2 separate regions of the Bombyx mori genome follow, and region 2 is linked to region 1. Evidence: chromatin contacts called from public Hi-C data. All regions are on one chromosome and are shown on one strand. Each heading gives the region's core, a stretch centred on a gene start, on an enhancer-like site or on the middle of the called end of the contact. The rest is flanking DNA. Distances are from core to core; before and after follow the strand shown.

Region 1 (3,049 bases), core at 527-3,026:
GCTATCTCAATTATAACGCATTCAAATAAAATGTTTTTACGCTAAACATATTTAACAAAGGGGTAGAATTAACCAATTAAATAATTACCGGCCGTAACAATAAAACAATTGTTCAACATGTGTTCAACAAATAGGTACAGAGAAATCTAAAGCAGACAATTTAAATGACATTTTACTCATCAAATAGGACAAAACCACCAAACTGTTCACAGCTTTAAACTTCCTCGTTTCCTCTATTACGGACTTAATAACGTTTGGAAATCTAACAAACTGTAAGTTTGCAGTTTTTTTTAAAATTCAGGAATAGATATTATTATTCATAAACGTATTTTCGTGGCTTCGTCTTTCGTCATATATTTACAAGGTACACATACCTAGATTACTAAGGCTACAAATTCGAGCCATTGCGAACACGTATCACTTTTTTTTCTACCTAAACTGGTAGCCTTAGAGAGCTATGCCAGCATCACCGAGCGAGTATGTGAGCTCAGGAGGCTCTAACCTGAGAGCGATGCTAACACTAGCTCTCGCAAGAGCAGTGCTTCGCAGAATCTAGCACCGGATTGGAAACGCGACCCACTAAGGAGATCCGACGAAAAACTCAATGGGCTGTGTCTGTGGGTTAATTTACTTGCCGAGCCCTTCGTCGCAAGCGACGCCACGACGGGTTGGACGACAACGGTGACCGGTGCTCGGTACCTAAAAGCACCGTTAGTGGATCGGGAGGGACCGAAATGACGTGATCACTTATCATGTTACATATGTATATGAACTCGAAATACCTACGATGCCTGATGAAGATTTATGTAAACGGACACAAGATCTGTCCATGGTGTTTAATACATTATGAGCTTGCTGACTAACAGTTCTTCTGTTTGTATACAGTTATGAAACAAATACGAAAATTTTTTTTTTTTTTTTTATTGCCCTTGTAGGCAGACGAGCATACGGCCCACCTGATGGTGAGTGGTTACCGTCGCCCATGGACTTCAGCAATGCCAGGGGCAGAGCCAAGCCGCTGCCTACCGCTTAATACTCTCCACAAGCCTCGTTTGAAGAAGGACATGTCATAGCGCTCGGGAAACACCGTGGAAGGGAGCTCATTCCATAGCCGGATGGTACGTGGCAAAAAAGATCTCTGGAAACGCACTGTGGATGACCGCAGTGGCTCCAGGTAGTATGGATGAACTCTATTCCGGTGGCGGGCGGTGCGATGGTAAAAACGAGATGCCGGTATCATTTCGAACAATTCCTCAGAGCATTCCCCATGGAACATACGGTACAAAATACAGAGGGAACCGAAGTCTCTCCGCAGACCGAGAGGCTCCAAACGATCCGAGAGAATGGGATTATCGACAATCCGAACGGCCCTCCTCTGTATGGAGTCAAATGGAAAAACAGCTTAACTATCTATATCGTCATCATTGCTCATATTTTTTAATGGTGGGTGGACCTTTTGTGAGTCCTCACGGGTAGGTACCACCACGCTGCCTATTTCTGCCTATTTCTTCTGGGGCTGTGATCTGGTTCACCCATCTAAGCAATAAAAAATAAATCTTCATCAAATTGAACATTCAAGTTTATGTCGCTTAAGTTCCACTATAAATACTAACAAATATTTGTTATCTTGAAGACTTTGTGGTATTCAAAACTACTAAACAATAAATGTTACAACATCGAGTAAAAGTACAATGATATATATAACCTACAGTCAGAAACAAATTAAGTCTTAAAATACTTTTGACTATGCAATGTAACTCAAATATTTTTATGACGAGATATAATAAGTGGTTAAATGGAAAGCTAGTTCGCCTACGCCTGTAAGGAAGTAACACATTACTACAGCTGATTGTTAAAATTTCATAAAGTTATTTCTTAATAAAGCTATTTGATTTAGATTAAACTTTACATTAGTGACAATGCATGAAATAACGTTAAATAATGTTAAATTTTATCATAATAAATTACAAGAAAATTAAAATGTTTGTCACGCTATACGTCACACTATATTATTCAGAATTTTGAAATATTATTACATTATTTACCTCTGAAACTGAAACACGCCTCCCGGAGTTTTGCAATGCGATGCTGTTATCACGGACGGATAACAGGAAACCAGTGGGCAGAGGCTGGTATTATTTGTTAATAGCTGAATTAATATCCACACATACGTTCTGACCTGAAGGATAACACGACCAGTGAACTAATATCAAGTGACGACACTAGCCGCGGTTGAAATCCCGCACGGTAAAATTTTATTCTTATAAAACACGTACTTAACACGTGTTCACGAATGACTTCCACGATGAAGAAACAACAAAGTATGGCTAAGTCTACATAGATACTAAAATCATCCAGTCTAATTTTAAAGGTGGAACAACTGTTTCACTATAGAATTTAGGCTCTAACCTCATGGCAATGAGTGGCGGCAATCAAATTGAAATTTCTATGGGCACCGGTAACTTAAAAAGGTGGGTGGGATTCACTAAACTATACCAATAAATTGTTAATATTGATAGTAATATGTGTTAATATCCAACCTAAATTTTAGTTATTGTTTTAGTCTAAACCTATAATATATAGGTTTTGGTAAAACTAACATTTGTTTTTTTTTAAATCAACAATTCGTTCCTGATTCAATACACTTTATCAAGTGCCATTCGCTGACTTCAATCAATTTTATATTAAAATTATTTTTTTAATAAATAAAATATGCTAAGAACAGTATCTTCTCAAAACGAAAGTGAATTCCGATAATATCCATTACAATAGGCTTTTGCATAGTATGTTTTTAAGTCATTGTAAGTGAAAGTTTACATTGTGCAATACCATGATATAATCCCGAGTGGAATTCGAAATACATCGCTCCATGTGGGGGACATCAAAAACTTGGATTTCACTTTATATTATTTATGAGAAACAGACACGATGATTGAGTAATGATTAATATTTTTTACGAATATGCATTTTATACGCATGTCGCATGTACGTTTTTATACAAACACAAAACAAAAATGTAAGACGAAGATGCCGCCACAGCTATTGTAAG
Region 2 (3,056 bases), core at 501-3,000, 45 kb before region 1:
TCCATCTGGTGCGATCCTTGGTCTCGAGGGCATCGTGAAGCTTGATGTCTAGAAAAGACCGAATTTAGTCCGACCATCTCGTGGGACTGCGTCCTCTGGGACGTTTGCTCTCTACCTTGCCCGCCACCATCAGCTGCTCAAGATTGTGACCCTCCTTTCGAGAAATGTGTCCAAAAAACTCCAATACGAATGCATATTGTGGTGAATCTTATGTCAGAGAGTTTTAACATTAAGCTCCTTTAGTATTGACACATTGGTTTGAAAGGCAGTCCATGGACTTACTGAGTCTTAGTCATAGATTATACACTTAATATTTGAGATAGATGCGCAACTCTTATTTTCATTTAGTGCTTTAGTTGCTGCCCAATCCAGCAGGCATCGTTGAGGTCGATTATTAGTCTCCCTACCCCCCACCACGTAGCTTTTTTTTAGTAATTTTAATATTTTTTATAACTCTCTTTATGAAAAAATCTTATCGTTTAAGTCTTAGTCTTACTGAGGAATACGCTTCCAAGCCGCGCGTAGTTGAAATAGCCCTAAGGCTAACAGTGACTAGGTAGGGAAAAATAAATCGCTTGTGACGCCGCACCTTTGGAATTCAATAAACCCTCCTTGAAACCGTAGGAATCTTCAAAATTCATTTTTTTTTAATTTCGACCTCACACATTAGCCACAAGTCAATAAAAATCTTTGGATATAACTTCTCGGGCCTATTCCACAGAAGTCCTATGAAGTCTCAGCATATTCCCACTATTTTACTGGAATATTATTTCATACTCTTTCATTCAAGAATCAACTATATCATTCAATCAATCGGCTATAAAAAAAATTAACTTTTTGTATCGTTTATATTAAAAACAAATAAACCAAAGTATACAGAAATTTGATTACGTAAATTGCGTTTTTGGATTTGTTAATTCGATATTGTTAATTTAATTCCATTTCAGCCTCTTTTCGTTTATCGGTTTAAGCTCATAGAAAAGAAATACAAACATAGTTCAGCGTCATTAACTGCTATATAATGTATTGTGTGAAAAAATGAAACTAAATCGCTGGACGTAACTTCTCAGGTTCTTCCAAAAAGCCCAGCTAGAACTCAGTCAATTCCACTCTTTTACTAGAACATTATTTCATTTTCCTCTATATACTAAGTTAAGTAATTTATTACAGTTACAAAAAAAAACAACAAATAAATTCAATACATTTTAATTTTTGTAGAAAAAATGTGTATGTAAACAATGATTCAAGATTTAATAAGCCCGAGATTAGTACATAAAAATGACGTTGCAAAAAGCCACAGGAAGAAGTTATAATAAAAAAAAAGATGTAAAATATATTTTATCATTAATCGTCCTACATACACGTCTTGACTTTGAGTGTGTGTATTGAGTCTCTACCTCAACAGAACCACATTCGAACACTTTAGCTGAAATATGTTTTTTTTCCTGAGAGCCACGCATATCTGAGAACATTTAATACAATACTGGAAATAATATAGTTTATTCACGAATAATTTCATAAAACAACTAAAAATAAACTGAGAATCGAAATAGACAATGCACAATGTAGCAACAACCTCGGGTCACGAACTTTGAAAGCGGTTACATCTTTCTTAAGCGAATCAATTCAAGCCTGTACCAATACGGAGAAATCAATTAATATTACACATAAAAAATAAAAATAAAAACGTAAATTCAAACATATTATCTACACGAATCGTCGATATTTCGTTTGTAATTCACAATCGCAGAACGCAATAGCGATTACATGCGGTGCGGATGGACACGAAACTTGTGAACGTAGAAAGTGTATTTGATCGGGCTTTAGTTGTAAACTGCAGTCTGCATCGGGCGGACGCACGCAACATAACTTCGCTGTCGCTCGTGGAATAAATAAAACAATTACTTTTTTTTTTTTTAATATAGTGAAATAAAATATAGACCATGGATGTGCGTGCGAGGATCATAGCAACTATTCTATTGATTTCTGTCGTCACGGCCGTTCCTGCGGGCGACAGCAGGAGAACTGATAAAAATGGTACGTTGATCTTTATTACTTTTTTTTTTCACAAAAAAAAACAATAATTAAAAAAATATTTTTAGAATTTTGAAATGTAGAACAAAATCGTGCGTTGCGAAACTACTTCTAAATATTTTCGCGCCATTTTGCGTTCTAAATTATTTAGGTCTTCATTTAACTAACATCTATTTATTTTTTTAGATTAATATTGGTTGACAGACAGACAGATTGACAGATGATTTTTTTTTTGTTATCACATTTTAATAGTTTTAATTTACAATAAGTATTTTATATTTTTTTTTTTGTATTTCTATTGAAGGGGACGACGAGCAAGATCCTATTATTAATTTTATTATTATTAATACTATTAACATTACCTGTCCTGGTGAAACTGGAAAGGCATCTGGGCCACCACATCAAAACATCAAAAATAAAAAATAAAATATATATTTTATTATTAATTTGTCTTAGTTTTAATATAAACTCAATCAAAACAAACTGTTCGAATGATAATATTTAAATTTGTAACTTTTCTTTATAATTTCATGTAATATTTCATGAATTTTTTTTTTCATAGAGCTGTGATTGATGGATTGCAATGAGTTAAAAAGGCTCTTAGCGCTAATAGTGTTCATCAAAAACATGAACAAGGACAGATAGCTACTTATATTCAGGAGGGCCAAAGGCTTTCGTTCAATGGCAATTTAAATCATCATCATCATTCTCCTGCCCTTCTCCCAGTCACCTAGATCGGCGCAACATGTTTTCTCCTTCCACACTCCTATACCATATACCGTTTCTTCGCTCACTCCCCTATTACCTATATCGTCTTTCACACAATCCATCTATTTCTTCTTAAGTCTACCTCTTCCTCTAAAGCCTTCCGATCGCAATTTAAATCATGACCACTAATGATTAATTATTGTACCTTTGATTTTACCTACTTAGATCGAATTTAATCTACTATGTATATTGAAACGTATTTTATATTACAATACAAAACTTTCGATACTAAAAACTCAATATAAATATGAACC

Evidence for each region. Hi-C and Micro-C count contacts between places; a contact is called where the count stands out from the background.
Region 2: a contact with region 1 is called in a Hi-C map of midgut, with 2.7 times the contacts expected there. The contact joins the promoter of LOC101738769 here to the enhancer-like site in region 1. A contact is called at or near these places in 3 of 7 Hi-C or Micro-C datasets (midgut and whole pupa).

Annotation. Positions count from the first base shown.
Region 1 is chr23:11,461,723-11,464,771 of ASM3026992v2, reverse strand. All of the region lies in intron 1 of LOC101738769, which reads left to right. Among protein-coding and RNA genes, the nearest start is that of LOC119630349, 16 kb to the left of the region's middle. Within about 2 kb of position 1,776, at least 1 of the 8 cell types and tissues checked has open chromatin away from gene starts, as enhancers often do.
Region 2 is chr23:11,506,238-11,509,293 of ASM3026992v2, reverse strand. It overlaps LOC101738769, which reads left to right and starts at 1,750. Exons shown (of 2, transcript XM_004932635.5): 1 at 1,750-2,037. The coding sequence starts at 1,944.